4 separate regions of the Mus musculus genome follow, and all the other regions are linked to region 3. Evidence: chromatin contacts called from public promoter capture Hi-C data. All regions are on one chromosome and are shown on one strand. Each heading gives the region's core, a stretch centred on a gene start, on an enhancer-like site or on the middle of the called end of the contact. The rest is flanking DNA. Distances are from core to core; before and after follow the strand shown. Region 1 holds the start of Dnm3os (dynamin 3, opposite strand). Region 2 overlaps Dnm3 (dynamin 3). Region 3 overlaps Dnm3 (dynamin 3). Region 4 overlaps Dnm3 (dynamin 3).

The links. Promoter capture Hi-C pulls out the DNA fragments that hold promoters and counts their contacts.
Region 1: a promoter capture Hi-C map of cranial neural crest shows a contact between it and region 3. The contact joins the promoter of Dnm3os here to the enhancer-like site in region 3. A contact is called at or near these places in 9 of 39 promoter capture datasets (the 3T3-L1 cell line, the SN4741 cell line, cranial neural crest and 5 more), 7 of 484 Hi-C or Micro-C datasets (the 3T3-L1 cell line, 3T3-L1-derived adipocytes, embryonic fibroblasts and 1 more) and 3 of 115 datasets of contacts at active chromatin or transcription factors (the HPC-7 cell line, craniofacial prominence and embryonic fibroblasts).
Region 2: a promoter capture Hi-C map of cranial neural crest shows a contact between it and region 3. The contact joins two enhancer-like sites. A contact is called at or near these places in 6 of 39 promoter capture datasets (the 3T3-L1 cell line, cranial neural crest, frontonasal cranial neural crest and 2 more), 4 of 484 Hi-C or Micro-C datasets (the 3T3-L1 cell line, nephron progenitors and uterus) and 2 of 115 datasets of contacts at active chromatin or transcription factors (the NIH/3T3 cell line and fibro-adipogenic progenitors).
Region 4: a contact with region 3 is called in a promoter capture Hi-C map of cranial neural crest. The contact joins two enhancer-like sites. A contact is called at or near these places in 6 of 39 promoter capture datasets (cranial neural crest, embryonic stem cells, hippocampal neurons and 3 more) and 1 of 484 Hi-C or Micro-C datasets (nephron progenitors).

Annotation. Positions count from the first base shown.
Region 1 is chr1:162,213,183-162,219,813 of GRCm38.p6, reverse strand. It overlaps Dnm3os (dynamin 3, opposite strand), which reads right to left and starts at 2,191. Exons shown (of 1, transcript NR_002870.2): 1 at 1-2,191. All of the region lies in intron 14 of Dnm3 (dynamin 3), which reads left to right. Mir199a-2 (microRNA 199a-2) reads right to left here and starts at 2,000; the gene lies at 1,891-2,000.
Region 2 is chr1:162,071,939-162,078,530 of GRCm38.p6, reverse strand. It overlaps Dnm3 (dynamin 3), which reads left to right. Exons shown (of 21, transcript NM_001038619.2): 17 at 2,745-2,756. Among named protein-coding and RNA genes, the nearest start is that of 2810442N19Rik, 70 kb to the right of the region's middle. RefSeq lists an enhancer at 971-4,500. Within about 2 kb of position 1,815, at least 99 of the 459 cell types and tissues checked have an H3K27ac peak or open chromatin away from gene starts, as enhancers often do.
Region 3 is chr1:162,148,618-162,154,730 of GRCm38.p6, reverse strand. The region is part of intron 14 of Dnm3 (dynamin 3); the gene reads left to right. Among named protein-coding and RNA genes, the nearest start is that of Dnm3os, 66 kb to the left of the region's middle. Within about 2 kb of position 1,525, at least 5 of the 459 cell types and tissues checked have an H3K27ac peak or open chromatin away from gene starts, as enhancers often do.
Region 4 is chr1:162,251,988-162,258,643 of GRCm38.p6, reverse strand. The region is part of intron 13 of Dnm3 (dynamin 3); the gene reads left to right. Among named protein-coding and RNA genes, the nearest start is that of Mir214, 32 kb to the right of the region's middle. Within about 2 kb of position 3,538, at least 28 of the 459 cell types and tissues checked have an H3K27ac peak or open chromatin away from gene starts, as enhancers often do.

The DNA of each region.
Region 1 (6,631 bases), core at 942-3,441, 64 kb before region 3:
AAGTTATAAAATTCAATTATTTCTAGTATACAATAGGCCCTCAAAATTAGAGAAATCTTAAATATGATCCAAGTGATTCTTCTCTGTCCTCTTTCGTGACGCGTTAGTCAAGAAAGTGTGTTTCCTGAGACACACAACTTCCATAAGTGAACTAATAGTGCTTTTAATTTCCTGTGCAAACAAAGTGATATGTATGTGTGTATATATATATAATCTCAACTCTTCTTTTAAAAATAATTAAGATTCTTCAACTCTCACAGAACAATGAATGGTGCCTCGCCTGTTTCACCTAAGTGACAAGCAGTTAAATGTCCCCCGCTATATTTCTTACTTAATTGCCATAATTCATCAGAAAATTTTATGACCAAGATACCAGTTTTGGGATTATATGAAGCATAATTTTTTAAAAATAAAAATTGTAAGAAGAAAACTCAGAGATGCAGCTATACTATAGTATTTTACTAAGGAGAGTTTGCACTCTCCTTTGGGTTATTGGAGAATGTGTAACTTAGACAAAGATTCACACTTTAAAAGACAAAAGACAGTGTATTCGTTTTGCACAGAAAGCTCAATGAGCAGATAATATTTCATCCCATAGAATGTGGAATGAAATTTTCCAGGGGTGAAAATAAATGAAAGGCGAGACTTTATGGGTACAGCAGCAACATTTTCTCCCAGAACTTTCTTTAACGGAGCCACCGCTGATGCTCAATACAAACCTCCCAGCTTACTTAGTGACCCAGATTCTTCTAGTATTTTCTCTTTCAGTATTTCATTCAGCCAGAGGAAGTTTTCTTGCTTCCAGTCTGCCTACCTCCCCCACTCTCCTTCACCTCCAGGACAGCTGGAAACTGACCAAAGAAAACTTTTGCCTTCGTTTACAAATTCCTGTTTTATCAGCATCTTTTTAGACAACGTGCCTTATCATTTCAAAGGCCCAGGACAAGTGAGAGCCTTGTTAAAAAAAAAAAAAAAAAAAAAAAAAAAGATGGGCCAGCAGGCTCAGCTGACCAGCAAGTATCAGCCATTCTTGGATTTTAGAAGAACAATTTCAATGTTATCTAGTGAGCCCACTAAAGACAGAGCGCTATTCCCCTGGCCTGCTAAGTTGCTGAGTCAGTAAGATGTGGGTTTGGCACTTGGGCCCTCATCTCTGGCTAAGTGCGTTTGCATTGTCTGATAGTAAAATAACAAAACAAAAAAGCAAAAAACAAAAGACTAGACTGCTTCTTATCGTTAGGTACTATTATTTCTGGTGTTTCTATTATATAGATAAACAGAAAAGCTCCCTGTTCATACAAGAGTTTTGAAAATTGCATTTTTTTCCTTTAGGGCAAAATGCATTCATTCCTGGAGTGTTAGAGGTTGCATACATAGCTCATCCATGCTCGAGTTTAAGTCTCTGAATTATCAGTTTCAACCATTCAAAACTAAGTCTCGTTCAGTTTTTGCTACTTGTCTGGAGTGAGGTTTTTTTCCCCACCTTTTATTTTGAAGCGGAAGACCCTTACATTTAAGAAAGCATTTGAACGATCAACATTTAGACTTATAAAAAACACACAGAAAATCACAATTTACCATACGACCTTGCTCTTTTGAAAGTTAAGTTCACGGTTATCTGTCCCTTAGCTCAGTGTCTCCAGCGTCTTCACACAGGTGATGGGATCTCTATCTAGTTCCCCAATCACAGACCAGGTACGCAATCCCAGAGGCCTTACCCGCTGGTCTTCCCTGGAGCAGTCCTCTCCCCTGGCAGAGTCCCTGAGGGCTTCTTGGTCCCTAGTTTGCAAAACCTGTGAAGAGAAACACTGGATATGAGATTCAACAAAGGAGCACCCAGCTGTCCTCTCCTTGGAAGCAGCACATTGTGTCCCCAGCCGTCCATGGCGTTGCTGGCCCTTGCCCAGTCTAACCAATGTGCAGACTACTGTACAACGGCATTGTCCTGAACAGGTAGTCTGAACACTGGGGCGACGGAGCAGGATCTCCTGAAGCTTCCATCGGTGTGTGGAAAATCCTGTCCCGGGGCTGGGGAGAGCCTGTCTTCCTGCACCAGGGGCTTGTTCAGCTTCCCCCCTGAACCCTGTCTGCTGCATCGACTGAGACACACTAAAGGGCTGTGATTTCCAGTCTTGACGTGGCACATTTGCAGCAGACTAGGGAACTGGCAATGAATTTAGGACCAGGAAAAGGGGGAGGGCTGGGCTGGAGAGTCCATATATGGGATGATGTCACCCTGGGGAGGTTTGGGTATGCGCTGTGCCGCTGGAGAGACCGCTAGAATCGCCTGCTCTCAGACATGGGTCTGTGCATAAAATGGTACCAGATGTTTTCGTGTAATGTTAAGCAGTCATTTCATCTTCAGGCCAGATTTTTTCCCTCAACTGGGCAGGAAGTGGGGCCCCAGTATGGAAAAGCTGTAAAAAAAAAAAAAAAAGGCAAGATGTACAGTTCTGCTGTGGCCAACCGAAAGTGAGTTGAGAGTAGAAGTACAAATTTGTTGCCTGATCTGGGCTGAAGAAGTAATTTAAAGATAGAAAGATGACAAAGCAGTAAGCAGAAAGTCAAACACTGTTAAGCAGGCAAACTTCGAGGCCTTTTTTTTTTTTTTTAACTTTCCTGCGATACTTTGTTTTCTTGTATTTTACTCCTTAGTGAGGTCAGATAAGTTGGGGCTCCCCCCTTTCTTTTCCTCCTCTTCCCCCTTCTCCCTCCTCCTCCTCCTCCTCCTCCTCCTCCTCCTCCTCCTCCTCCTCCTCCTCCTCCTTTTCTGCTGGACCTGTCAGCAGCTTGCAGGCTGCTCTAGACTTGAGCAGTAATTACAGCAACTTCCTGAAAGTGAAGCCCCCATGAAAAGTCTGGAGAAATGCTCTTTGTCATGGCCTCTCCATGAGTAATTAGTTCCATATGTGGCCTTCCTCGTCTCCCTCCCTCAGCTCTCTTGGCTGGCTCTCTGCATGCCGTTCTATAGCCTTACCTAAGGAAATGTTAAAAAGTTTAGACTTCAAGCACCCACACTGCTGTACCGCTCTTTTCTGAACATTTCCCTCTGGTAGAGCCACACGGTTAAGGACAGCATTGTTTTATCCTGCTGGCTACTCCCAATTCTGTTTGAATACTTTTGTTTTGTTTACATGGTGTTCTGATGATGAGGTTTATCTCTGGTTAAGTAAATCTGTTGAAACTGGCCCAGTGAAGCTTGACCACTTACAAACTCTCAGCTCGCTTGGCCTCTAGTCCTCTGTCCCAGTTGTTAACTGTTTCAAATTATGTAGGCTGTTGAATGTTGTGAACATGAGGTCCCCTAACTTGTTTTCCACTGTATTCTGATTGATATTAGATTTTTGTCTCAAATAAGAGCTTTATCAATTGGCCTTGTAGAGGTCACAATGTGGGAGATTTTCTAAATCTAACTCACAGGATGAAGGGCTATAGTATTTTTGTAAGAATTAGAGCCCGAACAACTTATTTGTACCTGCCTTCTATGACACTTTTGAGATGTACAAATCTATATTGGCTGTTTCAAAATGCTTCAAGTGAGAGCCGCCTTAACTTATTTATTTTTTCCTAACATGGTTTCTTTTAAATTGATGTACCACAAACGGTTCAAAAGTGGTCCCAAGCCCTTGTGAAGAAGATTAAGTCAGAGTACTTTATCTAGAAGCTTATGATAGAGCAAAGAGGTTTATGTCAGGTTAAATACACCAGGTTGACACAGGATTAAATAGTTGATGCAAGCCAGGGGAATGCTTCCTATTAGTGTCTTCTTACCGGCCTCCTTCTCCTTCTTTAGGGACTATTTGAGAGTGGTTAGGGGAGCGCAGTGTGAGTCAGCTGCCGTTTCCCTCAGGGCTGCTACGTGATTACTGGAAATGATGGAAGGGTGACTAAGTGTGACCTAATGGTCTGATTGCAAGAGGATGCTGCTGGGTCCTCAGTATGTCTGTCGTACTAAGTCCTACAGAAGGCATGGGCTGGTGAGAGGTGGTTCACTTGGAATCCATCACTCCAGGTTAGGCCTGCTTCTGCTGCACATAGTGAAGGCCTTTCTTCTGCCCACTTCAGTTTCTGTCCATGGAACAGGAGTTGGCAAATGAAAAGTGGTTCTGACCAGACTGCTCTATGGTTTTGTCTCAGTTTACACAGCTAGACCCTCTCAATGGTTCTGCTTACACCAAATAAAGACTTTATACCGTTTCTGTAAGGGCCTAAATTTATGCTTTTAGTTAAGTTTTTTTTTAAGCATCATAAGGGATTTTCTTCAGAAATTCTTATAAAATCATTCACTATCTACTTTAACTTCCAGTGGACTGTTTTCTTTTGAGTTGTCCTTGCTACAGATAGCTGGGGAGGGCGGGTGCAGATCTGGTCTTGTCCACTTGTGTGCTTGCCCAGTAGGAAGGACTAGGCATAGAAAGGGAAGGAGCTTGAAGGACCACCCCCTTTCACCTTCACATATGTTAGCAATGTTAGTGCTCTCACTCAGTGAGAAAAGCCTCCACGCTATTGTAGGAAGCCCCACTTTGGGACTGGCTTGAGGACTTTTCCATGCCTGTAAAATTACCAGTCAAACACCCGAGATGTATGGGCCCAGATGGCAAAGCGAGCCATCTACACTGGTCTTCGGATGTTTTAACATCAGTTATTTAGCTTCTTTGTTTCGAAAGCCATTTGTCTGAGCCATGCCCTCACTTTGAGTGACTATGAAATTTACTCAACTTTAAAGTGTTATGGAAGCATCCTTCCTCTTGGTCATCATTCCCCAGATTGGCTAATTTTAATAACTCGAAATACTTAGATTCAAAGTTGGTGTCTCTGTACTTGGACCAGAGCAGAGTTACTAATGTTCACAATTATTTTTGTCTGTGATATCTAGATATGCAAACCTCAATGATCTATGATTTAGCTTGAAATTATTGTATTAGAGAACTTGTGTACAAGTTAACTAAGTAAATTGACCCTCCAGCTTCAAGCATGTAAGCTAAATGCTCTATCGTGTGCTCAGGCTCCAACCCAATGACAGTTAGCTCCATCACCTGAGGCTTCCTTCTTCCTCACCTTGTCCGCCTTCCCAAGCTGGTGGTGTGACTCCTTCCGCTGCTTTTGCAGTGGTCGCCTTTGGAAAGAACAGGTCACACACCGCGCATTAGTCCTTTAATATATCCGTGTTATGCGCTTGGAGTGCAGACATTATCATTTCACTGATGATTAATCACAGCTCAGAGAAGAAGCTGATTTTGAGATCACACTAAATGCCAGAACAGAACTCAGATTTTTTTCCACTTTACACAAAAAAGCATATCTCACCAATTTTAAAAAAAATTTTTATTAGATATTTTCTTCATTTCCATTTCAAATGCTACCCAAAAGTCCCCTATACCCTCCCCCCACCTTGCTCCCCTACCCACCCACTCCCACTTCTTGGCCCTGGCGTTCCCCTGTACTGGGGTATATTATAGTCCATGCCACTAAAATGTCAGCTGTCTGGTGCTCTGTCCTAGATTTTTACTGAACTATTTGCTATTCCACATTACTCTCTCCCTCCAGATAGAGTATAATCTGGGTGAAGGCAAGGACATCATTTTATGTTTGGTTTGACCAACACTATGCTAGGTTCTTTAGAAGTGTTGATGCAGCAAGCAAAAGCTACTGGGGTATGAACATGGTTTCTGACCAAACTTTTTCCATGACAATAACTTGAGAGTTGAAGCTTTGAACGCAGCATAGTGCAACCTTAGGATTTACGTTTGTGTACTGTGGCTATGAACCACGTGACCCTGTTCTTTTTGGAATACAGATGACCATGGGAGCGACCATATTTTCTTGCTTATTTTTGTCCTTTGAATCTTCTGGAAGCACACTGTGCAGACATCAGCCCTTCAATCTTGTGTTAAAAGCAGGATCTAACCAGGCTGTGGTGTTTCCTTGCCAGTTGTATAGCTGAGATAAAAATCTAGTTGACCTCAGTTCCTTGAAATGAAGGAAGATAGATCCACTTAGTCAGGCTTTATGTTGTGCAAATTAGCACTTGAAGGAGAGGGAGTTGGAGATCTACAGTCCTCTGATCTCTATTCTGTTAGGGCACAGAGCTCTTTGCTCTTCTTTCTTTGTCTGACTCCTAAACAAAGTGCCTCGTTTTAATCATGGTCCCCAAGTACTTTTGCAGGCATGGAAGCTCACTGGTCTCTAAGAAAGTACAGAATATTCAGGGGAGTTCAGGTAGTCTACAAGTGACTGAAAGCTGAAGTTAAATCAGAACATCTATACTATACATCATAAACTTAATGAGGCCGAATCTGCAGTCTCTTAAGAGCTTATAAAGGGCTAAGATTGTGAGTTGATTTTAAAACATACATTCATGAATGCGTGTTTTGTTTAGCCTGTTTCTAGAGTTTCCATGGCGGGGTCTGTTTATTTAGAAATCAACCCCTAACCAAAAGCAGTATATATTTTATGAACATTCTTTCCTCAAATCAATCGAGAGAGATAATGTTACATCTTTGAGCTCTCCTAACCACTGGCGTGCACGGCAGCCATTGCTATATCCCGGTAACACAATACATCCGGCAGGCAAACCTGAAAAGACTGGCTGTCTGGAAACCAGTCACAGGAAGGTAAATACATGATTCAG
Region 2 (6,592 bases), core at 566-3,065, 76 kb after region 3:
TAGAAGAGTCTACAGTGACTTTTCCTTTGTGTCAAAGAAAAAGTTAGAAGAAAGGGTCCCTATGTATCCCCAAATGGGTAAAAGAGGAATGGTTGTAGACTTTTACAAACATTTACTAATATAATTGAATAAAAAAAAAAGAAATAACAAAGGAGAGGCTATGAAAGCACCTTGGTATGGCAGAGAAGAGAGTTTATTGTAGATAAAAAGGAGACATAGGCAGGGGCAGGGACCTCTGGGAGAGTCCAGAGTGGACGTGACCATGATGAGTTGGACCATGTGAAGAGAAAGGAGAGGGGAGAGCAGCTGAGGACCAAGACGGGCAGCCTGGGCCAAGAGACTGGCCAAGAGAGTAGATGAGAAAGACCAGGTCACCAAGGTAGCTGGATTATATAAAGAAGGGCATCTGGTGGTAGGGCAGCCCAGCCCCTGGGCTAGAGAAGTTTAGGGTAGGGGGTGATGTATGCCAGCCAGAAGGGTCCTGTAGCAGGTAGAAACTGAGGGATATACGGAGAACCTTGCAACCAACAGTCTGTGTAGGAGTGGGAGGGTCTGATACCCCACTACAACCACTACTACAGCAGTGTTTCTCCCAGAACTTTGAGCAGCTGTGTGTCCAATTCCAAAGGTCTTAGTTACCCTTCCATGGAAAAACACTTTCAAGGATTCAGACGTAAGCTATTGTCAACAAGAGTAGTGGAGAACATTATAAAAACATTATCCACCACTCAGAACTGCCATCCATGGCTGTCACCAAATAGATGACTGGGAACTGGCTGACTGAACCGGCAACTGGCCAGGCCACGCCATGTTCTCTGCTTCCATTGTGTCTTTTATTTAAGGATCAGGGCATCCTACACAGTGACATCATTGTTGCCGCTACTCGCACCATCTGCCACTGCGCAGGGAAGCTAGTCATCCCCGAGTGTCCAGAAACACTTGGTTGAACTCCTGAAACTGATTTGCTAGATCAAAAGCTGCTCTGCTGTGGAATGCAATAAACTCCATCTGTCTGAGGTATTTCCAGCAATATTGTTCTTCTTAGGAGAACCAGGGTCCCATTATTCTAGAAAATGGTCTTTTACCCATAGTAAAATCCCTCCCCAGTGGGGTCTTTACTGTCTTACTGAGCAGTTGGCATCCCCTCTAGGAAGGATTCCTCTGGGGTTTTGTTTTGTTTAGTTTAGTTTTTTACTTCATTCATTCTTATGTCATTATTTATGCATCTGATAAACTAGTGTGCAAACAGCTGTACTATGGCAGCCCAGTGCTAAAGAAACCTCTCTATAGGATTTTATCAATGCCTTTATATTTTCCTTGTTAAATACAATGGCTGAAATGGTCCCTGGGAAAGGTGGTTTTCTTAAGGTCAGCAGCAGGCATGGAACTCAAGGAAACCCTCTCCCGGGGTCATCGCCTTCCCACTCTCTCAGAATGTTTCCTGGTGTGTTTCCCCCTCCCCCTTAAATCCTCAAACTAAATGTAAAGGGCAGGCCCCTACCCCAGGCTTTCCTTCTGATGCACACACTTCCCTCACAGCTCTCTGCAAACCTCACATCTCAGCAAGGCGTTTCTTCTGGGCCCCTGTGAGGAGAAACTCAGATCCGTTCCGGGCTCACATCCCACCACGTCTGCCCCACAGGAACTGACCTTGCAAGGACTCGGGCTGCTCTAGGAGCAATGAATCACCGTTTTATTTTCTTAGGCCATATGTGAGTTCAATTGTTCGATGTAAATCATGCTCTCCCAGCTTCGGTTAGCAACAGGAGAGTCACAGGCTGCCACTCGCCCCTGGATGCCCTGTCTCCACACACACAGTATTTGCATTTAGAAATGTTGATGACGGTTTTGTGACTAACCTTTCCAGATCCCATGTTGCTGACTATGGAGTACTGTTTATTTTGGCCAAAGCCCCACTCTACAGTCTTGACTTCCCATGCCAACCCAAGACAGAAACTCATAACTTACCAAAGAAAAGAAAGGCTCAGAAGGAGTCTATAACTTGGGTTTGCTTCCTCTGTTGTCCCAAACCACCCACTCCATGCCTCAGTACTTGCTTCTTTTCTTTGAGAAGGAAGGAAAGAAGGAAGGAAGGAAGGAAGGAGGGAGGGAGGGAGGGAGGGAGGGAGGGAGGGAGGGAGGGAGGGAAGGAAGGAAGGAAAGAGAGAGAGAGAGAGAGAGAAAGAAAGAAAGAAAGAAAGAAAGAAAGAAAGAAAGAAAGAAAGAAAGAACTAATTTAATTCCACCTTCGTTGAAACCAAGAATGCAGTGCTTGTTTTGTTGTTTTTTGTTTTGTTTTGTTTTGTTTTGTTTTGTTTTGTTTTGTTTTAAAAAAAATAAAGTAATGACTGATGAAATTTTCCATGCTTGGCATGTTGGAGGAAGGGCTGTCAGGAAAGACGAGCCAGCACACTGACTTCTCTGCCTTTTATGCTAGCGGTTCACTTATTACCGATTCAAACCAATTCTTTCTGGCTTGGCTCCCATAGCCCAAGTATTCTGAGTAGAAAGCAATGGAGGGATATCGCCACACTGTTGTAAACGCGGGACTTCACTCCCCCTACCTACACGGATTCTCTGACTCAGGCCTGAGCCCTGGATGTACACAATGGGAAGTTATCGAAGGGTTCAGCTATTCATTCGGATTCCGATCCAGCAAGGAAAAACCTCATAATTTTGAAATAAATTTGTGTTTAACATATTTCTCTCACTTTTTTTTCCCTTCCTTGTGACTGCATGCACAGGGGAGCAACAAAGTAAGTTCTCTGCCCTAGTGCGGCTCTTCTGTGTTTCCTGTCTCCCCGGCCCCTGCTCCTGCATGCCCAGCCTCTGCTCCTGCATGCTGTCTTGACAAACGTGATTCTATGTATCTTGGGATAGCCACCCTCTGCTGGCCATTCCAAGGAGTCTATGGGGCAATGCAAATGTCAGGGGAAATGTGTGTGGATGGCCACAGTGGCTGCTCTGTTTTGGCCTTCTTGGAAGGGAAATAAGTTATGTTTTCAGAGCTGGTTATGGGACATGTCAGAGGGGTCACGCAAAAGAAAAAGACCAACTCTGAGCAAAGGAATGGTAAGGATTTGTCACAGAAGGGTTCCTCAAACTGATGGAACTCAGTGTAGCTGAAGAACTGACCCCAAATCAAAGCTTGTGCAGTTATAAAACCTCCAAACTGGAGCCTTAAAGGGCAGTATGGCAGGCTTTGTTGGCAAAACTGAACTCGATCCGTTCACTGGCTTTGAAGGGGCCTTAAAATGGAGGAGGAGGGTGGGGTCAACATTTGACTTGGCTCCTACATCCTTGATGAATTCCAGCTGCGTGGAAGCAGGAGAGTGTGGGGAGGTTGAGGGGAGGCTGAACCGTCTGTATAACGGGCAGGGCAACACACATGAATGGTGCGAGCAGTTTTAATGTTCTCGTTACAACAGATAAATGAGAAAATGCTGCTTCGTGGCGTTACTCGTTTGGTTAAATTTTCATGTAACTTTCCCAAAAGCTTCGTGCTACTTCCCATTTTCTTAGAAATATAAGAGTCGTATAGCTGGGGAAAGTAGTCTTGCATTCGGCAGGCTGGTTTTCTTTATTGTTGTTTGGGGGTTTCTTGTTGTGTTTTGTTTTTCCTTCTTGTAACGGTCGTTTATCCTACCAGGTGGCCCGCTTAAAATGGGCCTCGGTGGATACAATAGGAATGGAAAGGAATCTGTTATATAAGAGTTGGCCTGCATAGCTAAAGCAGCTGGAATTCATCAAGCTTGCTATTCATAAGCCATATGTATAGAATGTAAAACAAATGTGGGAAATATTTTGCAGTTTAATTTGGTGGAATGTGTTATTATGGAGTAAATTGACAGAGATGGCTGGTCCTAAAAAATGTGTCACTTCATAAATTTATACTCTGATAGAGCTGCTCACAACCCAGGCAATGCTATTTAATAAAGTTAAAATAATGCCAGAAATGTACATCTATGGAGAAGGAAGGAGGTGAACTCACATCATTTAGAGCACACTTCTAAAGGAGAATAGCAGGTCACTTAAAATAATAAACTCAAGGCTTCTTCCACAAAGGAAAGGGTAGTATTTCTAAATAATACAACAACTCTTAGGGACAAATATTTGAACAAAATGTGAAACTCATGTTTTAATTCTTATAGTATTTCAGTTCTTGAATTATAAGCATTTTATCCTGATCATTTGCACCACAGTAGATCTCTTGTCTGAAACTTTTTGCATTGTTCATGCATTCATGTTACTTGAAAACAAAACAGCCAACCATCCATCCAAGCAGCCATGCATGCCCTGGGTTAATTGTGGGTACACTGATAGGGAGCCAGCTGCTGACATTTGGGGAGATGCTACTCTGCTCACGAGAGGAGCACCATGATTTGTTCCTTTCTCAAGAAGTTCATGGATGGTTAAGTGTTTATAAAATCACACACATGCACACACACACACACACACACACACACACACACACACACAGCTCATGGATGCTATGGTGGATACAGTTTGCTGTGTTTTTTTTTTTCAGCTCACTAGATGAAGGGAATGAGAAAATATAAACTATTGGGGCTGGAGTGGGGTAGTTCAGCCTTAAAATGCTTGCCTTGTGGGCACAAAGACCTGAGTTCAATCTTTAGCAGCTGTGTGAAAAGTTGGCATGGTGGTATATTTGTAATTCCAGCACTAGGGACATAGACACAGGCAGATCCCTTGGCTCTTTGGCCAGGAGCCTAGTTTACCTGTTGAGAAAAGGCCAATGAGAGGCTCTGTCTCAAAAACTAATACGGATAGCACGTGAGGAATTACATCCAAAGTTGTCCTTTGACTTCCATGTACATACTTACTTATGCATGTATGCATGTACATATACTGCCTACACACATACACACATGCCCATACACACATGCACATGTGTAGTTCAATACCTACACACACACACACACACACACACACACACACACACACACACCTCAAAAATTGTAAACTATTGTTCATTAAACCTTTTGGAATAGGGCTGAAGTCCCTGCAGGACCTCAGGCCCTCAGGGCCTCCACAGCCTGCCCTGTACAGCATGAATATCTGGTATTGTAGTGCGGAAGAAGCTGGTTGAAAGTAAGGCTCTCAAAAATACAAGTGCTCACTGCTTTGACTTGTAATTGAAGGGTGGAGACTTCAGTGGTATTGGTCTTTATTACCCCATGCCTTATTTTTTTAATTGCTTATACTATGCATAAGTGATAGTTTGTGAAAAATATGCTAATACTTTTTAAATGTGGTCATACTCCTGACCAGAGATTCTGGCACGAGAGAGTCCCCTCGAATCAAAAGCGCCACATCTGTATGCTATTTTCCTGTAGCTTAGAATTTCAGTGTAAATGGAAAACACTGCAAGCCAAGCTGTGCTGTCTCCAGAGTATAGATCTGGCTTCTTTCGAAGGAGAATGTGAGATTCGTCTTTCCCCTTCTCATGTTGGAATGACTGCTCTGAGTTGTCCCTAAGGCAACATACCTGCCATATAGGAGAGCCAGCTGTAAAGTATGGCTCATTTCAGATTTGAGAAGGCTCATTGTTTACTGAGTGCATGACATTTTAGCATTCGGGATGTTAACCAGATCCTAAGAAAGTAAACTCTGTTTAATTAACTCTCTTTATGAGCACAACAAACTCCTCTCCCTACACACAGCAAGTCTAGCACATACCCACCTCCATGACCACATAGAATTCCCCCCCCATGCCTACACATAATCTCCCCACATGCCCACATAGAATCCCCCCTCATGCCCACATAGAATCCCCCCTCATGCTCACATAGAACCCAGGGTATTTGGAACAACCCTGATGCTCATTTTCTCAGTGACAGATTTGCCTCATCCATCTTTAATTTATGCTTACAGTTTGGAGCTCATCCTCCATACTGTATCCATATGTAGAGCACCAGTTCCTATTAGAGAAACACATAGAGCCTTACATTACGGGCACATGATAGAACAAAACAATAATACTTACATTCCTCATTGGATAGTTAGTGCTATTTCTCCTGGAAAATGGAGTATTTTCCCTTTATCAGAAAGTCATAGTTACTTGGGGGAAAATCCTCTTTTGAATATTACTTATTTTTCCTTTGGAAAATATTCATCTCTGGCACTGTGATATTCTAAATTGCTCACAGTAGAGTCTCTCTCCCCCTTAGACAAGTTGCTCTTGACTATAGAAGTTCATGTCTTCATTAAGAAGGCAAGAATCCAGGCCATGCATCAGCACGGGGAATGTGGACAAACAGCAGGCCATATATGATAAAGGATGAAAGCGCTTGATTGGTGTTTGTTACGTTTGTTTGTTTGTTTGTTTGTTGGATACAAACACCAACCAGAAACCATCTGCAAACCTGAGGTCTTCAGGTAACAATTAATTTCCATGCTCAGTCCTAAAGAAAAGACATTTCATTTCCCTACATAATTTAGTTTCTCTCTGAAAGGACATTTCTAGAGATTTAGTAAACTTTAAATATTATTTCTTTATCAAAGAGTTTGGTTAAGTATCTTTGTTAAAGTTAGAGAATTCAAGATAGAAAAAATTTAAATGTAAGAAATA
Region 3 (6,113 bases), core at 276-2,775:
CAGCAATTGCATCTTGGTTTGGACTGAGAATCAGATATGTTTAAAAAGAGAAAAACTAAACCCTATTTAAGGGTTTGTTTTGTTGAACTGTATTATTGGCAATGGCGCCAAAGTACCAACATCCAACCACTTGAACTAAATAGAACATTAGAGAGTTCTAAACATCCAAGCTTGTGATGAAGAGAAAAATCCGCCGGCCAAAATCTCAAAAGAGGCATCACTTGTTCATTGAGAGCTAGTCCACAAACAACATCAGTAAAGATGTGTTTATATCTCCCATTCTTTCATATTGAGTGTCCGTTCTGCTTTCTGTATATTCTGTGAGACATAACCAAACGACCTCACCAATGCAGGCCTGTGGGGAAAAATCCCATATGGCATATCGTTTTTACCCATTGCTGTTACAGCCCTGTTCACCCATTGACATTTATCTTTCTTCTCAAAATATCACACATTCAAAGTGCTTCAAACATAGAATGCCTTTTGAGAGATTTTTGTGTCTCTTTTTAAAACCCGCTGCCTCTCACTGAATACGTGACTTACCTGCATCCGTTGTTGCCTATCTTAGTGACATCATTGCTGTACCACCTGTCACATGTTTTTCCAGTACACATAACTCCATCTACTCTCCAGTCACACTAGTCTAAGCCACCACTATCGACTGTCTTCTTCCCAGACTGTTTTAAAAGCTTCGTGCCCATTCTTTTATAACCTTTGGCTATTCTCTTGAGTTCTTGGATGTCGGTTCCAGGTGTATGTCTCATCAACCATGCATACCCTTGACCTTTTACCCTGCTACCAGCCTACTTCATCACTTTTTATCTAGGCCACTGGGGCATCCTGCACTTTGTGCTGTCTACTCACCTTGGGCCCTGTGCTATCTTCCATTTACACACTATTTTAATTTTAATACCACCTCAGTCTCCATAAAACATACATATTTTCCACCAAAAGAGTTGCTTCTTCTGTTTCATCTGAACTTCTTAGAATGTCATCACCAGAAGTGCCCTCTCCCACACCTATCAAAGTTCTCCCTACCATCATCTCAAGGCCTTTTCTTGCCTCTGGAGGCTGATGTTGCCTTTTTGCCTTTTAAACTTACATAGGATATCTTGCCTTCTTATTGAAGACTGTAGACAACTTTGCAAGCAAAAGCTTACCAGATTTCATGCCCTAGACCACATCTTGCACTGCCTCTAGCAAATAGTAATTCCTCGCTGTATTTAATGAATTTTAGTATATTTTATTTGAATGTGTTTTATAGACTTTGAATCTCAGAGGGGAGCTTAATCATCAAATTCATTTTGGTATTCTAGAGTTCTATATTAATAAAATGGAAACCACCCTGCATATGAAAGCGTAATCATAACTCTGCGCTATTTCAAAGTAAGCCAGGTCCTTTTACTACCAGAGAGGAAGAAAGGGGATTAAGCTGAAATTGATGTTTTGATGAGGACCGGGCAGATGGTAACTCACTGAAGGGAAACAACACCAATCACAGAAAACCTTGCCACATGTTCGCAGCAGATTCCTTGTGATTGATGTGCAGCAACTTGGAAATTCTCCTCAGGGCACACTGCATTTCCTTTGCCTACTCACACATATTTCAGTGCATAGATGAATTTAAGAACAAGAACTTAAAGCAAGAAGGAACCCAGCATCAACTCAGCTCAGCTCAGCATGCAGTTCTCAAACTTCCCTCTCTCTCCTTGTGTGCTTGTAAGCACTAGAACCGTTCATTTGCTCACAGTCTCCTATGGAATCCCATGACATGAAGTAATTAACAGTAAGGTTGCTTTGGGTAAAGCAGCGGGGAACCCAGAATTCAGCCCTTCTTGCTCCAGGACTCTGTAGTTTCTGTGTTTGCCTTTGAAGCACATTCAAAGACGCTATGGTAACTACAAGGGTCTAGAGTCCCTCCCGTTCCTAACAGGGACAACCCATTTCTGTGAAGGCACAAGACTTAGCTAGATAATGGATAACGGTATGGCCAAAAACAAGACTTCTGACTTGTGGCTGATTTAATGTTCTCTCCCATTACTTCCCTGCTCTTATCATTGGTACTGTGTGCCTCTCTTGTCACATCAACACATATGCAAAGTGGCCTCTGAATTTTTTGAGTGTTTTGGTAGAATATTTAAACTCTTCATCTACCAATGACTGTATTTTCTGCCACAAGCCTTTAGCCCAGTGGTTCTCAACCTGCCTAACACTGTGACCCTTTCGTACAGTTCCTCGTGCTGTGTTGTCTCCCAACTATAAAATTATTTTGTTACTACTTCATAACTGTAATATTGCTACTGTTGTGAATCATGTGTTAAATATATGATGTGCAAGATACCTGATATGTGGTCCACCAAAGGGGGTTATGACCTACAGGTTGAAAACCACTGCACTAGCCTAGCCTATCTATGAATGCTAAACTTTCCTATAGAAGATGCATTAACACAAGAGAGTTTTTGTGCAATTCTAAGAACTTTATTTTATCCTAGTGTCTTAGGGTTTTCGTTGCTGTGATAAAACACAATGACCAAAGCAACTTTGGGAGGAAAGGATTTATTTGGCTTACACTACCATATTACTGTTCACTGCTAAAGTCAGGACAGGAATTCAAACAGGGCAGGACCCTGAAGGCAGAAGCTGATGCAGACACCATGGAGGGGTGCTGCTTACTGGCTTGCTCATCGTGGCTTATTCAGCCTGCTTTCATATAGAACTCAGGACCACTGGCCCAGGGATGGCCCCACCCACAGTAGGCTGGACCCTCCCCCATCAATCACGAATTAAGAAAATATCTCACAGGCTTGCCTACCACTTGGTCTTATGAGGCATTTTTCTCAGTTGAGGTTTCCTCCTCTCCAATAACTTCAACCTGTGTCAAGCTGACCTAAAACTAGCGAAGACACCTATCCTTCAGGAAAACTTACAGGAATTAAAAAGGAAGAGGTACGAATGTTATTTTGAGGCCAGGATAAACAGGTTTAAAAGGAGAAGATAATAGTTCATAATCACAGGAGCCAGACCGCTCACTTGTTAGAACATTATGGGATTTACCAAATTCACATTTCCCAGAATGAAAAGGTACTTTATAAGAAATCTTTCTAAGAAACATCTACAGTAAAAAGTTTTCAAAACCATCCAATGCTTCACACTTCAGAGCAAACTTGTGTTCCTTAAGTTTGGCCTGTCAATTCCTTCACAGGGTGAAGCTATAAAGTACTCTGGCTTGTCTGTAAGCTGGTAATAATACTGTCACAATGGTCTTTGACACACTTATGTTCTGGAGACTTTGGGGACACTGGGCTCTGTCCTCTGTGAAACCAACCAGGGGCTATTATTTTGTGGAGACAAAGTTCCTGCTTGGAACAAAATCCAAGTTTGTTTTCTCCCCTGGATGGAGTCAGGGGTTCGAGAACACACCTGCATAACTCCATTATTTCACTGCCCTCTCTGCCCTCGCCCCATGGCAGAAGTCCAGAGTATTACTGTTCACCACAGTCACTTTAGAATTCTACTAAGACTCTGGCTTCCTCCGTCCTCCCACAATATGCCACCAGTTACAAAGGTCTGTATGCTACTTCAGGGGAGCCATTACTTTGCACGGGATATTATGCACTGAAGACTCTGGGAAACCTCTATAGTTGCTGTCCCAGAGAACAGGAAGAACAAGGAATAGTCAGTGTATTGTTTATTTTAGCAAAATCAGAGTATTCAAGTGACTGCTGTTTCTTATATGCAGTTTCTTTGTAACTGAAGCTCAAGGGCTAGAGGTTCCAGAGAGCGCCTCTCCTTACCACGCGGTTCGTGTTCCTCTTCTCATTCTCTGTGCAACTCGGTTAAACTCACTTCCTACAGGCTTCCATCCTCACCCCTCCATAAAAAACTGCTGAGAGTGTTTGATATTCTACACCCCAGTGTGGCAGTGGTTACTTTTTAATCCACATCATGGACGTTACAAGAACATTCCTTGCCGGGCATGGTGGCACACACCTTTAATCCCAGCCCTTGGGAGGCAGAGACAGGTGGATTTCTGAGTTGAGGCCAGCCTGGTCTACAGAGTGAGTTCCAGGACAGCCAGGACTACACAGAGAAACCCTGACTTGAAAACAAACAAACAAACAAACAAACAAACAAAATTCCTCATCTTGGCTTCTGATACACCTCACATTCCTCCTCCTCCTCTTCCTCTTCCTCTTTCTCCTTACTCTGTTGCCTCTGCCTTCATTTCTAGTCCCTCCCTCTTTTCTCATCTTTGTAGAGGTTGAAATGACCTAGGCTTTCTTCTTTTCTATGTCACAGACTCCCTTAACTCATCTGTTCCCCAATCTACATGCCATTGTTATGATATGATGCTACAATTGCATTCTCTACTCTGAACTCTATCCTTGCCTTCATCTTCTTTACTAAATTTCTAAAACAAATCCACCCACATGCTCACAGTCTTCTGTAGGCTTAGTAAACCTACTTGATTCAGGGTTTTTAAGTGCTTCAACTTCCCTTCTAGTTACTGACCCTCTGGTAGGGGATAAAGTAGGGGATAAAGAAGGCTAATAGAAGGAGCTTGTGGACCTGTATAGTAGTAGTTCTTTGGAGAAATGCCACTCTTCATTGTCAGGGTACAAGCAGTCCAGTTCAATAGCAAGAACCAAATATGAATCAGTAGCAGAGACATGATCCAGCAGAAACAGCAAGGCTCTACTGAGTCAGCACGAAAGCAGTCAGAAGCAGCTGGAATACCATGAGTTCTTTGGTGCATTTCTCTCTACTGAAGTGAAGACCAGCAGAGACCAGTGAAGCAATACACGGTGTTGCAATGCAAGAACCACCTCTCATTGTTTACGTGGTTCCATTTATACTCTTTCCAAACACTATGTACCCCCTCAAATGTCTACTCCAGCAAAATATCACATGCCCTCTCATGTGTCTGTTTCAACAAAACATCCTCTCCCATGACAGCTTCCAGAATAACATCATGTGACACAACTGAGTTTCCTAAGAAACCAGAAATTTCCACTTCACTCTTCTCTGCCTTAGTAAGGGACTCCACCATTGACCTGAAAGCATAGACCTGGAGGTTTTCCTTTTTCGAGCCCCCCCCCCCCACCATCATACAAGTAATTCCATTTTCTTCCTCATTATCCTATAATATAATGCTCCACTGTTTAGTCTTTCTTTTGAGCTTTCCTTAATCATGCTCTTGGAAAGAAGGCATATCAGTTATCCTTGTGATAGAACAACTGACAGAAACAACTTAGGAAGGAAAGATTCGTTATCCCTCAAGTTCAAGGGCTATAGTTGCTCAAGATAGGCACAAACAGTTCCTGGCCATGGCAGTAGGAATATGAAGTGCCTTCTTTACATTATCAATAATCAGAAAATAGAGTTTGGACAGAGTGGGAAGCCAGACCTGGATATTACCCAAGGCCTGCACCCACAAGTCTATTTTCATCGGCTGAGGCTTCACCTCTTAAAGGTTCTAGAACCTTCCCTAATATCGCCACCACTGGGGACCAAGTCCCTGCTTGCACCTATAAGGACACTTGACATGTGAGCCATAAGAGATAGCTTTTAGTTCACATAAAATAAATATGCATGCAGATGTCTACATAAAATTGGCATAAATTACAGTTTCTTGTCATGACTTGTAATTGAGACTTATTCTTATCTCAACATAACATAACATGCAGGTCACAGTGAGAAACAGATGGCCACAAAATATTGAGAAATTCTTAAATGGAAAAAATATGCATTTTATTTGGAAGAAATCTGATGTTATACACTAGTCACATGCCATGTGTTCCATACAATGCCGGGTGCATATTGTTAAGAAAGTGAGCTACTTGGCAAACTCTCTACCAAGGAGATGAGATTGGTGTGTAAGTAAATATGACTGTAAAGTAAGGACAGGAACATAGTATAGGCCCCAAGGAGCTGCTACGGGCTACAAAGGGGAAGCAGGCAGCCATGACTCAGTTGATGAGGAGAGCTCTCCTTTCTTCTTATCTCTTACATCCCTCCCTCTCTCAAGTTCTCCTGCTTCTAGTCCAGAGATTGTCTAGCTTTTTCAGCAAGAGCCAGACAGATGAAGAGGAGGAGTAGGGAGAAGAAAGGGA
Region 4 (6,656 bases), core at 2,289-4,788, 100 kb before region 3:
CCATCTTTTCTTCCCTTCCTTTATCTCACGACCTCTTGGTTTGGGTTTGTTTGTTTGTTTGGTTTTTGTTTTCATCTATAAGCAAGATGTGTTTGGTTCCTTACCTGAGCGGGCCCAGCATTTCCTGGAACTTATATAACATTTAAAAAAATTTAGCACCTCTCACTAAAGAAGCCATTTTATTAATTGTGATTTTCAGACTTTAACATTTCTCTGCATCAGTGGATGAGTGGCTTCGTAAGACGTCCCAGCGTGTGACTCTGGGTACTCGTGGACATTAGGATTGTACCAGCTGTGTGACCCCAGAGTAGCAACCCTTTTTGATGGTCACCTGTTTAACCTTCACTCCAGAGCTGAGGGAAGCTTTTGCTTTAGGCCTCTCAGACACCTGCAAGGTGAAGCACTCTGAGGCTGTTGCTCCAGCTGACACCAAAGTCTGCTGCTTATATCTTTCTGATTGGTCTGTCATATGCCCAGTCCAATGTCTTGCTCACCCTATACTGCCCACCCCTTACTGATTCCTACTTCATCCATCAGGAATACCTGTGGCTACTCCCTGGTCTTTCCAGTTTCACTAAAGTTTCATTGTGGGTGGCTCTTATATTTCCATCCTTACTATCACCTACCATGAAGTAGTCTTTGACATTCCCATCACATGGTTGCTATTCTTCCAAAATTGCTGCACCAGTCAACCGACCAGCAATGATACACATACAAGCTTCTAAGCCCCAGTTCCAAATAAGTCTACGTTTAATAAGTTCTGATAGTCTGATGGGAAGAGTAATACAGCGATATTTTGACTTGTTTTTCCTTATTGCTGGTTTTGCAGCAGCTTTTCATTTTTGTATTTAAAACTGCTTTTGGATTTTTCTGGCTTTTTGAAATGTCTAGCCTGTCCTTTGTCCTTCTGAAGGGTACTACTATTTATTTTCATATCGACTTTTAAACTTTTTAAAATAATTTGGATATTTCTCATACGTTATAAAGCATTTTCTGTCTCTTTAATGTTTTATATTATAAAATAAAAGGTACTAATTTTGCTTAGATAATTTAAGAAATATATAGTTTGTCTTGCTTGTGTGTATGTATTTTTTTCCATAGTAGTTTTCTGGATTTGTACTTAAGTGTATGGAAACCATTTTTTGGCTGGGTCACATGCTTCTGTCCTCTGAAGCTGTGACAAATATCTCATGTTTACTTACACACACTGCCTGCCACTTACCGTGTACCTAGGCTGCTGCTGGATTTCCAGTCCTTTTGCCTAACCTCTCTCTAGTGCTGGGTTTACAGGTTTGTACCACCACACACACCCTCGCTCCAATTCACACCTTCTTAAACACTTTGTGGGCAGCCATTGCCTGAAGTATGCTTCTTCCATTAACATATCCATTTCATTGGCAACCCTTGAAGCTGGGGCCATCACTGTTTCTTCTGTTTTATAAGTCATGTATGTGATCTTTGGAAAAGTACTACCCTGGGTAGTACAATAGTAGACAAGTGGTAGATCCTGGCGCCAGGCCCAGTCAAGGATCAGCTTTACAACCTGGAGTCTTTACTTAGGTAATTCATGGAGTCCCTCCTTCTGCTGACTTTTGTATAGTGCTGTGCTTCTTAAATACGGCAGCTCTCATTTATTTTAGTATCTGCCAGGCAGTCCCTTTCGCTGCCATTCTTTGCAAATATACTTTTTTTCCTCCTGCAAATTGTTCACTCTTAGTCGAAGATTAAAACCTTGTCTGGGGCAAAGCATCCGTGTATAAATTGAATTCACTTTTCTAGTATTCAATGTCAGAGTAGAATATCTTGCTATTGAAATAAAATTATCATTTGTAAAAAAGGATGTATATATGACACTGACAGAGAGAGGTTCCCAGGAACTAAGAAGAACTTTCAAATAACAGCTCCTTAGATGAAACAGTGGTTGTTTGATTTTTAACTCTTTGTGTACTTGTATCTTCAGTTTTTGCTTTGATATGTTATTCCTCTCAGAATAATATAAACCGGTAATAGATATTATTAACTGTTTTTTACGTTTTTAATGAAAATACTTTTAATCTATTAGTATCAGTGGGGAGGTTGCAGTAAGATACCCTAGTACTGTGTGAAGTGCCAGGTCTCTCGGGCTTTTCACTGATAGGAGGAGAGGGACGCTTTCAGCTGTTGGCCGGCTGGGACCCTCACCACCAGTTCATAGGCTGAGAATCTATCACAGCAATGCCAACTTCATAGTTTTTAGAGGACCGCAGTCCTTTCAGTACAGTAATTGAAGGGATTAGTGAAAGACAAACTGTCAGGCATCATTGATTATAAAGAAGCCCTGAAATACTTCGTAGTGAGGACACCCAGGCTCTATAGCAGAATGTCTCTTGGGCAGGTGGTCGCTGGCTCGTTATGACAGTGAAAAGGACAGTCATTATAAGCCGAGGCACACTCATATTTTCAGCAGAGCTCTTGTTTTCACTCTTGACCATTGCTTCTCGTGTTGAAACCAAACCCACCAATTGTAAATATCCCCTAATTCACCATGACTGAGGCCCATTGTCCTTTTTTTCCCCAGAGCATGAGTTTTTCATGCCTAGCACAATAGCATCATTGACACCTTTCCTGTATTAGTATGCTTAACTTGGGAGCATCCAAGGAGGCGTCTTTAACTCAGTCCTTAATTTATTGCAGTTAGAGAGTCTCATAATATTTATTCATGGAAAAAGAGGCTCATGCAAAAATAATAGTCAGGCAAGGTAGGACCTCTTGTTTAGCCTCATGGGCTCCATCTTTAGCTTCATTGGAATTGCTACTGCTTAAAGGAGTCTTTGGCCAGGTGTCTACATATCAATACATTAATGTCAGTTAGTGTAAACCATTGCAAAATTTTAAATATTTTCCAATATGATACTTATAATTGAAAACAATAGCTTGTAGATTCCCCAGATGGTAGCTCTGGGGATCTGTCTAGAGTTCTATGTGCTATATAACCTCCCTACCTTTCATAAAGCCTTTCTCCTCCTTCCCCCAAATATTTGCAATGAACAGGCCCCTCACAGTTTCTCTGGGCTCGTGTTTCCCTTTGGGGGAGTCGTGTGGTGCAGCGAGATCATGACCTCCCTAGAGTAGTCTGGGTGACTGAAGAGTTAATGCTGCTCTGAGATTTAAATCTAGAAAGACCAAAGTGGTTTTATTTGTCTACTAGTATGCATTTTTTAATTATGTAAGTTTAGAAAAGAAGCATAGCTTGAAGATAATCTTTTTGAACAAAATGTAAATATGCAGAGCTTCAGCAAAATGAAGGAATGAACCACTCAACCTCAAAATTACTATGAAATGTCTTTGATTCAGAAACCAAGCCCCTCTCCACCCCATGGGATTCCGTTAGGCTAACCTCTCCAGGATGAATGCTCCCCATTCAGGAAATGAGCGCCCTGGTTTTATAATCACATCTTGGTTCCCTGAAGCCCGGCACCAAACCCCCTCCTTACTAAGTAATTGGCTGAAACGTTTGTCCTCCATGCTGGTGAAGTTATTTACACAGAGCCTGTGATGGATGGCCCCTGTGGGCAGATTACTAGATCTGCTGCCACTTAGGCTTCTTGGATGGATGGAGCACAGTCTTGGAAATGGTGCACAGAAATACAAATGAAACTGCGCCTGAGCAAGACAGATAATAATAGCATCTTATCACAATGCAATTTATTTTCTGTGGCCCCTGGTTATTCTTTTGTTTATGTGATAATATGCACTCTTTAAGTCTGCAATCTCTATGATTTTTTTTTAATCAAAAGAACTAAAACATTGGCTTAGTAATAGAATTGTTTTTTATTATTTCCTTCCCTTTCCTGCTAAAAATGACTTTCTTAATTAAGGTAAGGAGTTTCTAGTTTACAATTATGTTCTTTTCTAGCATTCTGGCCTTCCTGTTGACCTGTTGTGAAGTGGAGGAGGGGACAGGGAAAAAGGAGGATGTGTTTTTGAGAACGCAGCCATCTATAAAAGACTTCCTCTTGTTTGGTACATCTCCTTGTGGATTTTCGTTTTCAGATGTCTGGCTGCAGGATCCATGTCGTGGAGGAAGGAACTGTGTCATCCCTCATTCACCCTGTGCACATAGCCCAGCCATACAAGCCCAGCCACTCTCAGTATTATCTCCTATCTCTTCTGCCATTTCTTCTGCTTCTTCTCTTCCTGGGCCTCATAATTCATGTCAGTGATTTCCGGTGCATGTGGAGTCAAGTTTTAGAAACATGAGACAATTTTAAAATTACAGATGCAAAATTGTGGCTGTTTGAGCCAACATCTGCAACTAGTTTAGGGGATTAACAAAATAGCTGCTCGGGATGACTGATACTTGCCAGGCCTCTCCATTTCCCACAGAAATCAGAAGGCCTGTTACTTACAGGGGCTTTAGTTTCCAATCAAAATCACAATTTCATCTGCTATATACCTTATTAGGTTTCCTGGTGGATTTTCTTGAGTTAGAGCCAAATTTCAATTAGCCATGATTATGGAGGTCAGGGAGAACATGGGTAATTAACGTCCACAAGTAAGGAAAAGACTGACTTTAACCAGAAACTCCAACACTCTCCCCTGAAACTCGTTGCTAACGTTGCAAACACTTGATGTGTTTTCTCATTTTGTTTCATGAACAAGAACATGGCCCTCTCAGCTTATAGCCGTCCCAACAACACTTCTTCATATTTAGGATAAAGTCCAAATTCTGATGTCCATGGCCCCCAATCCTGCCCGCTTCCTGCTCTTTCCTTTGACCTGCCTCTCAAGGTTCTGTGCTCTGCCTGCTTATAAGAGAAGCAGCTGGAACCAGATAGCAGCATCATTGAGAATGCATGAGGTTCCTGAAAGTGTCTGAGGGACTCAAGTTCATATTTAAAGTAAAGCAATAATAGTAACCCCTTCTTGGGTTGGAATTTTCAGAAGAATGCTAACCAATAGCTTCAAAGTGAATCAAAATCTGGGGCTGTTGGGTGAATGTTAATGGAGATGGCTAGGTGACCATATGTTGCTGTTAGTGATGTGTCTGGCCTTACAACATTTGTGGAGCCACAGTAGAAAGCACCACCCGACTGCACTGAGGGCTAAGATCATGTGCATGGCTGACAAAGAGAAAAATATAATGTGTTTAAGGGAGGCAAATCCAAACTGTAGATAATCTTGCCTGCAGAATGATAAATAAAAGCGATCAACCTCAAAAAAAAAAAAAAAAAGGTTCTGTGCTCTGAAAACACTGGTGTTCAGGCAACTTAGCCAATGACCTAGGCCAGTAGTTGTCAACATGTGGGTAGGGGTCACACATCAGATGCCCTGTGTACTAGATATTTACATTATGATTCATAACCAGCAAAATTATTACAGGGTCACAGCCATAGGAAGGTTGAGAGCAACTGGTCTTGGTTTTTTTCTTCCTGGGAGTGTGTGTGTGTGTGTGTGTGTGTGTGTGTCCGTTCTTCTGTATGGAGTATCACCATTTTCATTTCTGCCTGAATAGCATCTCTTCATTCCCTTCAACTTAAATAGCTCACCTTTGAGAGCACTGCCACTGACTCCTATACTATCTTCAGTTGACACTCTATGTTGCCATAGAAACCTGTCTCTCTAGTACTGCTTTTAAAACATAGTTGTAAACGTCCATCTCCTGCAGTAATCCATGAGCTTTGGATAGGGTCAAGGCAGTTGTTGCCACTTTAACTGCTATATTCTCTGCATCTAGCACAAAAACCTCTCTAGTTAAAGTCTAATAAATGTTGACTAGATAGAAGAGACAGAGCTTTCAACATCTGGAATTAAACATCTAGATATGTAAACTATCTATAAAATTGTGGTTATGATGTTCACATCCAGAAGGGAAACTCTTGTGTCTACTTAAGCTCTTACTAGTTTTGAACCAATAAGTAACTTTTCTGTGACTCAAGGTAATAAACAGATGTCTCTTCCAGATTAACATCCTTTCACACAGTTCACATGGAGCTTACCCATAGTCATTATTTAAGGTTCCCATCTACATATGTCATCACAACATTTATTTCCCTGCTCTGAAATGCAGTTTATGAATATAGTAAATTCCAGCATTATAAGAACACTAACTTATGTCTAAAAATTAGAATGAGTTATACTTGAACTCTGACAGATGTTATTGTACATCTTACATCGACAAGCTTTTCACTTACCCCCTTGAGTTCCTGGACAGAGAGACAAAACAATGTGTCTTTTGTGCATTTACAAATGGCCCTGAGGGTTGGGATTACCCCCGACTTAGAACCATTATAGTAATCATTGATCAACCTGGGTCTGGGAAGGTAGTTCCATTTGTACAGGGGCTTACCTGCTTTCAGTCACTACACTCAAGCTTTTTTGGAAGATGGGAGCCCAGACAACCTGACTGTAAGTAAGTGAAGAAAGGAGAAGACGTAAGTGCAAAATTCAGTGAGCACAACAGATATTCAGGGAGAAAAGAGCCACGTGAGCTACTGAATTGCTTTGCTCTTTGTGGCAATCACGCCAGAGGTGGGCTCCTTTGTTTTTTTACTACGTGGTTATATCTCCCGGAATGGTCCCTATACTTTTGTGTGTACATACCATTCTCTAGAATATTTTATTTTCTAATAATTGCACTCATAACAATAGTCTCAGCTTATTAATTGGTCATTTTG